Linked DNA regions of Ovis aries: region 2 is linked to region 1. The links are chromatin contacts, called in public Hi-C maps. All regions are on one chromosome and are shown on one strand. The core of a region is the stretch at or near the end of the contact, and the rest is flanking DNA. Distances in the headings are between cores, read along the strand shown. Region 1 overlaps LOC105603397 (a long non-coding RNA gene). Region 2 holds the start of SNRK (SNF related kinase).

Region 1 (5,708 bases), core at 1,922-4,421:
GTCAGTGCAACCAGCTAGGTCTCTGCTTCATCCTGCATCACCCATAAACCCCAAACATGACTCATTGCATCTGAAGGAAAAGGACCTGATGCCACCTGGAGCAAGCCTGCCGCTTCTCAGGTGAGAGAGACGTGAGCGGCCACCCACCCCAAGAAACTGCCCCTCCTAAGTACCAGACTTAGCCTCTCCACTCTAATACTCACTGACAGTGGCCTTGTGTGTGTAAGGAGAATATTTTTTTTTCTTTAATATGTATGTATTTATTTAGTTTTGGCTGTGCTGGGTCTTCTTTGCTGTGTAGATTTTTCTCTAGTTGCAGTGAGTCAGGGCTCCTCGTTGTTGTAGTGTGCGGGCTTCTCACTTCGGTGGCTTCTCTTGTTGCGGAGCACAGCCTCTAGAGCACATGGGCTCAGGAGCCGCGGCTCCCGGGCTCTAGAGCACAGGCTCACTAGCTGCGGTTCCCGGGCTCTAGAGCTCAGGCTCAGGAGCCGCGGCTCCCGGGCTCTAGAGCACATGGGCTCAGTAGCTGCAGCTCCCAAGCCCAGGCTCAGTAGCCGCGGCTCCCGGGCTCTAGAGCACATGGGCTCAGTAGCTGCAGCTCCCAAGCCCAGGCTCACTAGCTGCGGTTCCCCGGCTCTAGAGCACATGGGCTCAGGAGCCGCGGCTCCCGGGCTCTAGAGCTCAGGCTCAGGAGCCGCGGCTCCCGGGCTCTAGAGCACATGGGCTCAGTAGCCGTGGTTCCCGGGCTCTAGAGCACAGGCTCGGTAGCTGCAGCTCCCAAGCCCAGGCTCAGTAGCCGCGGCTCCTGGGCTCTAGAGCACATGGGCTCAGGAGCCGCGGCTCCCGGGCGCTAGAGCACATGGGCTCAGGAGCTGCGGTTCCCGGGCTCTAGAGCGCAGGCTCAGCAGTTGAGGCACAGGGACTCATTGCTCTGCGGCATGTGGGATCTCTCTGGACCAGGGATCCAACCTGTGCCTCCTGCATTGACGGGCGGATTCTTTACCGCTGGCCACCAGGCAAGCCTGGGAGGGTATTTTAAAAAATACTTTTAAGTTATGCTTTTACAACAGCAAAGAAAGTAAAAGTCACCTTGGAGTCCGTATTCCAGAAATAAACTTTCTAATTCTGGGGTGTATTTTATGGAGGTCTTTATTATCAGAAATATTTTTACGAAGCTGAGAAATCACTGTCTAGCATTTTTTTCTCTTCCTCCCAATTTGTTGATTTTCTTAGCCTGCCATTCCCTATGAAAGGTGCAACATATGGTAAAGGAATTTTCCTCCGCTGGAGGTTTTGGAACTCATTCAGAACAATTCTGTGGCCATTGTTTTGGCTGAAATATGTGCTTTAAAAGAAAAAAAAGAAAGAAAGAAACCTGCTACTTAGAATCAGGAGTCATGGAGCTGAACATAGTCCAGGAAGTGCAGATTGACTCTTGCTACAACAAAACCCCTTTTCCACAAAGGAACACCACTGGAAAAGAACCCTAAAGTCCACAGGATTATGCCTCAGTGCCCACCCCCCTCTCCTTTTTGCTTATTTGCATATTTCAAGGTTTTTTTTTTTAACAATGAACATGTACTGCTTGTATAACAAAAACATTGAAAAAATCAGTAAGATAAAGGAAAAAAAGACACATAAAGGCATTTTATGTGTAGCACAACCTGAAGTGCCAGAGGATGGCAATAGATTTTCCACCAGGAAGAGGTCTAGTGATGAAGTAAGTTGGAAAACGTAGAGTTAAACAAAGCTAATTGGATTTCTTCCCTGTAATACTTCTCAGAGTCTTTAAGATGCTGGTGGGTAGTTTGACCCTGAAGAGAGGGCTGTTCTCAGCAGTGTAACCAACAGTACTGGATCTCTGAACCCCTCTCATGAGGAGTATCCCTGCCCACTGTCTGTAGGACGCATTCTGGAAAATGCTTTTCCAAAACACTGTGCCTGCAGAATGGGGAGACGCCCTATTCCCTCTAGGCCACGTTCTCGGGAGATCTGCGGAGCTGACTGTGAGGAAATTTGCGGCTGTGACAGCTCTCAGACCAGGTGCTCTGCTGCAGTCTCACCGGCTGGTTAAGAAGGGTGGCCAGGTCCATTATGGATTTTATTATCAGTCTAGAGATCTGGAAAGGAGAAAGACATTCGGAGGCATCTGGTTGGCAGGATCACCGAGCCGTTCAGCAGAGACTGTAGGCTGTGAATAAGCAAAAGACAAATGCCCTTGAATTCCAAGGGCATAAAATATCCCTGCAAATGGGTCAGCTGAAAGGACAATCAAAGGAGCAGAGGGGAGCGGGGAGAGCAGTCAGGTTGGAGGCTGCCCGTATCCCCTGGGGTCTCACCATAGCTGCGGCTGCTCTCCAGCTGCCAGTAACTGCATCTCTCCCTGGAAAGGCCAGAGGTACCTAAGAATTGATGGACAGCAGCCCACAGCCCATGAGGAGCTTGCCTGCATCTCCAGGGGGATGACTGAGGTGCCCAGTTTACGGTGGCTCCCAGCAGCCCCCAGTGGGCTGACTCTCCAGTTGCTCACAGTGGCCTCTGGTTTGATAACAAACCCTGTATTAGCTGCCTTCCCTTCCCTGCCTCACTCTACCTAGGAAACAAGGTTAAGTCCTGCAGAAATTTCTTTGCTGGTTAAGATGACTAGTATGAAGTCCTGCTCCTCTGAATTTCCATCAATTCTCCAAGCCAAGATTTGCGGCCCTCCGGTGAGTGAAGAACAGTTCCATCTCATTTCTGACAGAGGGCAGCATTTCGTTTTCTACCGCAGGGAGGTGTATTCCTGGAGCTTGCAAATGACGCCAGCTCAAAATAAAGAAAAACAAATTGAAATGAGGATTTTAATCACTGTGAACGGAATGAAAGGCTGTGTCAGCGTTTCCATGGTAAGTGCCGTCTTTCAGGGATTTATCATCCCAGCTGTAAAAACATGCTTTATGCTAGGATTTGGCAAGAGCCAGGCTTCAGTCACTGAAAATCTATACATTATTAAAGATTTCACTTTCAATCAAGTCGGAAACGTGACTCCGTGAAAATGGCACAGAATGCCCCTTTGCCCCTTGGGGCTGCCAACCATGCCCACTGCATCTACTGCCAAGTCCGCTCGGCCCCAGCTTGGAGGAGTGGCGGAGCCGCAGCCCCTGGCCCTCTCCAGACTCTGCTTTGCCTCCTGGAGATGGTTACACTGAAGAAAATGCCTGTTTTTCTGTGGAGGCAAAGTGGTGGTCCTTGTGAGGCCCTGTCTATGGGGCCGTAGGTGGCTCTCCTTTGAGCACTGGTCCTCTCGCCCCCTGTCCCACTTCCCCGGTCCCAGGCCATCGATGGGAGAGAGGGGCGTCAGCACCACCTCACAGCATGCTCCGTCTCTCAGCCCCTAATGGCACTGTAAGTGGAAGAATCACAGACTGAGTTTACTGGAAACCTTAGACTTGTTCTGATTGCAGCTCGCAGCTTGAGCTCCAGGGATGCGAGGGGAATGAAGATCACAAACGTCAGCTGAAGAGGAGGCACTCTGGGTGAAACAAGATGCAGTCTGAACCTCGGTCACATCACATCCAAGTCACCTCTGCTTGGCTTCAAACAGTACCAGGTTTGTTTTGTGTGTGTGTGTGTGTGTGTCTTTTAAAAAAGTTTTTCTTGATTGAAGGATAATTACTTTACAATACTGTGATAGCTCTTACCGTACATTGGTATGAGTCGGCCATAGGCATACATGTGTCCCTTCCCTCCTGAACCCCCCTTCCACCTTTCTCCCCACCCCATCCCTCTAGGTTGTCACGCAGCACCGGCTTTGAGTGCCCTGCATCATACATCAAACTCCCACTGGCTATGTATTTTACATATGGTATATGTCTCAATGCTGTTCTCTCAGATCGTCCCACCCTCTCCTCCCACTGAGTCCAAAAATCCATTCTTTATGTCTGTGTCTGCATAGGACCGTCGGTACCGTCTTTGTAGATTCCATATATATGCATTAACATGCTCCTTCTCTTTCTGACTTACTTCACTCTGTATGATAGGCTCTAGGTTCATCTGCCTGATTAGAACTGACTCAAATGCATTCCTTTTTATAGCTGAGTAATATTCCATTTCTGTCCTTTATCGAGCCCATCTTTGCATGAAATGTTCCCTTGGTATCTCTAATTTTCTTGAAGAGATCTCTAGTCTTTCCCATTCTGTTCTTTTCCTCTATTTCTTTGCCTTGATCACTGAAGAAGGCTTTCTTATCTCTTTTTGCTATTCTTTGGAACTCTGCATTCAGATGCTTATATCTTTCCTTTTCTCCTTGACTTTCGCTTCTCTTCTTTTCACAGCTATTTGTAAGGCTTCCCCAGACAGCCATTTTGCTTTTTTGCATTTCTTTTCCATGGGGATGGTCTTGATCCCTGTCTCCTGTACAATGTCACAAACCTCATTCCATAGTTCATCAGGCACTCTATCTACCAGATCTGGGCCCTTAAATCTATTTCTCACTTCCACTGTATAATCATAAGGGATTTGACTCATTGGAAAAGACTTCGATGCTGGGAGGGATTGAGGGCAGGAGAAGAAGGGGACGACAGAGGATGAGATGGCTGGATGGCATCACTGACTCAATGGATGCGAGTCTGAGTGAACTCCGGGAGTTGGTGATGGACAGGGAGGCCTGGCGTGCTGCAATTCATGGGGTGGCAAAGAGTCGGACATGACTGAGCGACTGAACTGAACTGAACTGAACTGAATATTCCCTTGTGTATATGTACCACAGCCTCCTTATCCATTCATCTGCCGATGGACATCTAGGTTTCTCCCATGTCCTAGCTATTGTAAATAGTGCTGCAGTGAACGCTGGGGTACGTGTCTTCTAAATTACACTTTTCTCAGGGTTTATGCCCAGTAGTGGGGTTTCTGGGTCACATGATAGTTGTAGTCCTAGTTTTTAAAGGAAGTTCCCTGCTCTTCTCCATGGTGGTTGTATCAGTCTACATTCCCACCAATGATCAGGACCTGATTTAGCGACACTGTGGTGTGCCCTTTATTTGAAACAGGCGGATGTGGGTGGAGAGAAAGCTTTTGCAATACAGGAGAAAAGGTACCAGCAGAAGGACCACTTTTTGTGATCTGAAATGAATCCTCAGTACATGTGCCAGCCCGTGTGTTTATCAGGTCTCAGGGATTAGCAGCTGCATCTTCCCCTGACACAGGGGTAGGTACTGTTATTCCCATTTAAAAGATGAACAGATCGACATTCAGAGGTTGAGAAACTCGTCTCCATGGAGGCTCATGTAGAGCACGTGGCAGAGTGAGGCCTCGGGGCCAGATCTTCCTGACTCCAGTCAGGTCTCTCCCTCAACACAGTTCAGCGGCCGCACTTTCAGATTCCACCAGCCCATCTCCTCGTTCTGCCCGGGGTGGTGGGCAGCCTGGCACAGAGTGAGGCATGGATGGCAGCCCAGCAGAGTCCTGCTGCTGGGAGAGATGACAGCTGCAGAGGGCAGGCTTGGGAGCGCTGGCTGAACTCAAAAGGGGCTGACTTGTTTTTTTAAAGGTGTATTTATTTATGACTGTGCTGGGTCTTCATTGCTGCACACGGGCTTTCTCTAGTTGTGATAAACAGGCGCTACCTTCTAGTTGTGGGCACGAGCTTCTCATTGAGGTGACTTCTCTTGTGAAGCATGGGCTCCAGGCACGCAGGCTGTAGTAGTCGCTGCTCACGGCCTCAGTTGCTC
Region 2 (5,471 bases), core at 996-3,495, 130 kb after region 1:
ATAAATGATTCACCACATGGCCAGGACTGCAGCCCTTTCTCTGGAAGAGAATTCAAGCCCACTTTATTTAAACAAAGGTATTATTCCTTTTTATTTATTGTTTTTCTATTCTTGTGTTGCATTTTCTGTATAGAATTTATTCAAAACCTGAGTTACATATTTTTCAAGGGCTTATCTATTAAGATGTTGTTTTGTGATGACTGTTCTATTTCAGGGGCTACACACCTGGTGGTGGAGGTCTTCAACCACTGGAATTCCCTTGGGGACCATTAGAATGGTATTTTTTCCCCTTTACTTGGCTGTGGGGTTCCCTGAATAGTGATACCTCCCTAAGGAGAAAAGTGCAAGGCCTCGCCACTGTTTTCCAGCAACAAAGGAATGAATTCCACAAGCTCCTGCTGAACATACTGCTAGAGTTAGAATGTGTGTCAAAGTGAGATGATTCTTTGAAGGTCTTTGTAAGCCAGTGTTATCCTAAGGTTGGGGCCTCGACTCAGCCCTGAGGGGCAGAGGCCCATAGCCCAAGGCTTTTCCCAGCCAGTGACATCACCCCATGCCAGAGTGTTAGGGTAACTTGGAGTCCTCCTTTAACCGTGCCCCCCCCCCACTTTAAAAAAATATATTATAATAAGCCTTTATTAGATACCTTTTATAGCAAGACTGTTCTAATTTTATTTTTGCTTTTTTTTTTTTTAAAGAATTGGAGTATAGTTGCTTTACAGTGTTGTGTTTCTGCTATACAGCAAAGTTAATCAGCTATATTTATACATATATTCCCTCTTTTTGGATTTCCTTCACATTTATGTCATCACAGAGCAGAGTCCGTTCCACTCTGTGTAACCCCATGGACTGTAGCCCTCCAAGCTCCTCTGTCCATGGGATTCTACAGGCAAGGGTACTGGAGTGGGTTGCCATTCCCTTCTCCCTTCCTGACCCAGGGATCGAACCTGCATCTCTTCCTGGACTGCATCTCCTGCGTTGGCAGGCGGGTTCTTTAGCACTAGTGCCACCTGGGAAGCCCCCATTAACTTCCATTATTACCCTCAGTGTTTGTACCTCCCAACAATCCACTCTTGCTTTCCAGTCATCTTCAGACATGCAAAGTAGATGCCCAGGAGACAGTCTGAAAAAAACAGGCTTCTGACGTTTGCAGCTCAGCAGAGACAATTGCTCAAGCCATCTAGATTTCTTTTTTCCCTCCAGTCGATCTAATCACATTTGGAGCATCTAAGCAGCGCACCCCCTCCCCTGCCTTCCACGCGGCAGTTTGTGCCCTTTTTTGCTAGGGGTCCTCTCCTGGGGGAGGGGTGGAGGGCTGGGAGAAACCGAAATGGAAAAGCAAGTTGGAGAATCTGGCTTCTGGCGTGTCACTTATTTCCAGAAAGCAAGGGCAGCTGATCTCCATGGCGCGCCAGGCTTCCAAGGATGGTAGATGGGAGCGCCTGCCCCTCTCTCTCACCCTCCCAGACTCTACACTCTGGCCGTCGCTAAGCTCCATTTGGGAGCCTCCTGCCTGGTGACCATGGCGCTGAACCATCCAGGGCACGGTTCATGCCTGGCATGTTCTGAGTCCCTGACTTGACATGCTTTAATACTTCTCACGACCTTTCGCCTTTTCACGCTTTTCCAGAGGAGGCAGCCTGGCCAGGCAAGGGTCTCCTGCTGACTTTTAAAGCCAGCGCTGTGTTCAGATGCTGGGCTTTTTTCTCTTTTTTAAAAATAGCACAAAATCAACACAATTCCTTCTAATTGGGTTCCCAGAGAGAAACTGTAGAGAAAAAAAAATATGTACGTGTATTCGTGAACGTATATTTTTTTCCCGCTCTTTGTTTAAACCTGGGCCGGGGATGTTGGTGAACCTTTAGAAGGGTGAAGTGCCTGGTGCCCTCAGACCCCCGCCCCAAGACGCAGAGTCCCGTGAGGACCCGGTCCTTTCCCTCCGATTTCCGCCACGGCTCGGCTACTTTTCTGGGCCATTGTCCCGTGTCCCTAGTGCTTCCTCCTTCATCAGCTTGGTCTTGCTCGGGCGCCTCGCCCGCTTCCTACCGCCAGCCGCAGCCCAGACTCGCTGGGGTCGAGGCGCTGCCAGGATGCCCTGCAGCAGCTCGCGCGCCGAAGCCCGCAGGTGCGCCCCGCCCCGCCCTCGCTGCGGCCCCTCCCCGGCGCCTGCGTCACAATGACGCGCGTCCCGCGCAGGCGCGTCTCGGTCCTCCACCCCCTCCCCGCGGCCGGCTGCCCGCTTGGTATTATGATTAGTGCTGGGTGCGGGGATTCGGCGGCCGGGAGGGAGTTGTCGGCGCCGCGGCCGCTGCGGACGGAAGCCCGCCTGCTTGCTGAGGTAGGGGCGAGCGCGCAGTGCACCCGGGAGCGGCGGCCGTGGGCGGGGGACTGGCTGGCCTCCGCCGCCGAGTGGCCTCAGCGGTTGCCGGGCTGGGCGGCGGGGCTGGGGCGCCCGCCGCAGGCGGAAAGTAAGTTGCGCGCTCCGCGCTCCCCGCGTCGCGGGCCGGGGAGGACGCGGGCCCTGGGCTGCGGCGGCCCAGACTCCGCGCGGCGGCGGTGCGGCCTGATGGCCTGGCGGCAGGCAGCGGGCGGCGGCGGGGCCCGCACGGGAGCGGGCATTGCGGCGGCCGGCCACGGGCGCCCCGAGGCCCTGCCCTTGCGGCCGCGGCGGGATTGCGGCACCTCGGGAGGCGCCCGCATCCCCGCGCCCCGCCCCGGAGCGGGCCGAGTGCGGCGCCCGCGGATCCCCGCGCCCAGGTTCTCTCGTACGGTGTTTTATTCACTAAAGGTGTTTTCCTTCTTCAAAAGAATCTGGAGATCTGGCGCAGCAAGGGGATTTCTTGCTAAAACTGCAGCCGTACAATAGAATGGGGATATTGTTGTCTGTAGAGAAAGGGCATCGGGGTAAGGAAGGAGGAGCAGTGCCATTCCCGAGGGACAGCTAGAATTTTTTCAGATTGGAAAACCTCCGTTCTTTTCCATAGTCATCGCCTGTTGATTCCTTTCTGGACCGTTTTACAAAACCCTTCCTTCCGTTTGCTTGGACTTGGGATTCAGGAAAGTGACAGCCTTTTATCCTGAGTAGGGTTCCTGGAGCTGTGCTATTCTTAACACTTGGGTCAGGTAAAATTCTGTAGCTGTATAGTGAGTTCGGTTCAAGTCCAGTATTTGGAGGGGGTGAGGGGGCATTTAGCAGTAGGGTTCTTCAGCTTCTGGACGTCTAAGGGTATAAGATTTTTCACACTATCTAGTTACTTCCCCCCATTCCATTTAATTGAGTACATTGTCACAATTTTAGGAGCAGGTGGTAAAGCTGACTTAATGCGTTTCACGTTTTATGGTGAAAGGTGAAGCGTGGCTAGCAGGTAATAGAACTGCAAATGTTTCGCGTCTTGATCAGATTCCACCTGATTCCTATCAAACACCAGATGCCTCAGTTTGGGTTCCGTGTGTGGGGTTGAGGCGCTAGTCCCAAATCAGTCTAATTTATCAGAATGTGTATCAGTGTACTTTAAAGCCTGAGGTTGTCAAGGCTTATGTAATCAGTTTGTTAATTTATAATCTTGTTACATTGCTCTCCAGATTTATAAAATCATTCCCTTAAGGAAATCTGTCCTCAACGTCTGCTTAAATATTTTTCTTGGAATTGGATTCCTGAAGAGGAATGTACTGTGCTAATGGTGATTAAAGCAAACTAATTAGACAAGTTTCTTAAAAAAAAAAAAATCACGTTGGTTCTTTTATTCGACCAATTGTTTCTAGTAGGAAAACAGATGACATTCCCATTCTACAGAACTAAAAATGAGAGAAATGACATTGCCAAGGTCACTTACTGAGGCAAGTCACTTACTGAAGCAGTATACTAATTGAAAGCCAGGTGCATTGAGTTAACTTTTCTCATTTCTCCATCTTTAAGGTTTTCCTGGCAGGGAACTTTGCCACCTATTTTTTTTTTTAATTTGCATTTTAAAAAATCGTTTTCTTTAGTATAGAAAAGTTACTTTCTGTGTATTTTTTTTTCTCTCTGCTCTTCTGAGTAAGTTTTTCTGTATTATTGCAGTAAGAGCCATTTGTAGAAAACATACAAGGACTGAGAAGTTACATAATTTTTATTTCTAGAACAGAAGTATACATTGGGCCGTTAAGGTTCAGATGTAATCCCATAATCCTAAAATGAAGGCTTTTGAATGTCCGTATTAAAATTGAAGGGCTTTCAGATGTTTTTACTGGTTGCAGGAAATATTGTGTTAAACTTTACTATGGGTGTTTCATATAGAAAGTGAAACTGAATAGAAGGAAAAAAAACTATTTTGGAAGCTATTGAGCAGCCCAGGTTCTAAGCATTGGTATAAATAAGGCTTGGTTGGTTCTCTGAAGCAGGTTTTCTGAGCCTAAGAATTCATTACACTGCCCACTCCAGTGTTCTTGCCTGGAGAATCCCAGGGACGGGGGAGCCTGGTGGGCTGCCATCTATGGGGTCACACAGAGTCGGACACGACTGAAACGACTTAGCAGCAGCAGCAGCCCAGGAGAAAGGTGCATTTTCCACATCAGAATTTTAGGAATTAAAAACATAGATGAGGAACTCTAAAGAATTGATTTTACTGCATGCCAGCTGTTGGCTTAACCACCAAAATTTAGAGTTTCTTTATAGCCAAGATGCTGTTAAAAGAAAACTAATTATTCAGAATATAGATACTTCCCAGTGTGTATGTGTCTATGCAAGTCTATTCTTAGAGCAATTTAGGTGGAAGAATTGAGTGGTTTGTAGCAGTTTTGAAGGTAAACTAAACTTACGATCATTTATTCATGAAGCCTTTGTCTACTTTGGGTGCCCTGGGTTAGAGTGTGGCAATAGAAAAGTGAATAAAAATAAGTTCCTGTCCTTCAGGCTATTGTGAATTATATTTACACTGAGACAGTGTATCAAAACAATGACAGTAGTATCAAATGCTGTGATGAGGTATAGGGAAAACCCCTGGGCAATTTGACTGGGGAATGCCTCACAGAAGGCAGTGGTTGAACCAGTGTTGGACAGGTAGAGTTCCCGGGCAGAGAAGAGGGGAAAGGGCTCCAAGGGTTTAGGGAGGTTGAAAAGACAAGGTCAGATGGTGGAGGAAGAATTTAGATCCAAGTGGGTGAAAGGAAGCTGAGGAGGTAGAGACAGCGCAGCTGTTTTTGTTTTTTTAAGGCTGTGGAAAGGAAGGGGGCAAAGAAGGGCAGTAGGTTTGGGGTGGAAGGGGAGGACATGTTTGGGTATTTTGTTTTAGTTTGGGAAGGGCCAATATAAAACCTCTCAGATTTAATGACCTCACGAGTGAGCGCCGGAAATGTGTTGTCTGGTCTGGATAATCTGGAGCTGCGTTATTCTCACTGCAGATCATTTCCTCATCTTGTTTTCCTGTATATCTGCTTTGGGTTGAGGCCTTCCATCCCGTGGGAAACCATTTCTTGCTGGTGGAAGGGGAGGA

What was found. A called contact is a pair of places that touch in the nucleus more often than the background predicts.
Region 2: a Hi-C map of mixed tissues shows a contact between it and region 1, with 2.7 times the contacts expected there. The contact joins the promoter of SNRK here to the enhancer-like site in region 1. A contact is called at or near these places in 3 of 16 Hi-C or Micro-C datasets (hypothalamus, mixed tissues and tail adipose tissue).

The regions. Positions count from the first base shown.
Region 1 is chr19:15,090,285-15,095,992 of ARS-UI_Ramb_v3.0, forward strand. It overlaps LOC105603397 (a long non-coding RNA gene), which reads left to right. Exons shown (of 10, transcript XR_009597390.1): 1 at 1-2,885; 2 at 3,444-3,589. Among named protein-coding and RNA genes, the nearest start is that of POMGNT2, 47 kb to the left of the region's middle. Within about 2 kb of position 3,172, at least 3 of the 54 cell types and tissues checked have an H3K27ac peak or open chromatin away from gene starts, as enhancers often do.
Region 2 is chr19:15,218,436-15,223,906 of ARS-UI_Ramb_v3.0, forward strand. SNRK (SNF related kinase) reads left to right here and starts at 2,246. Exons shown (of 8, transcript XM_060402134.1): 1 at 2,246-2,338; 2 at 5,425-5,471.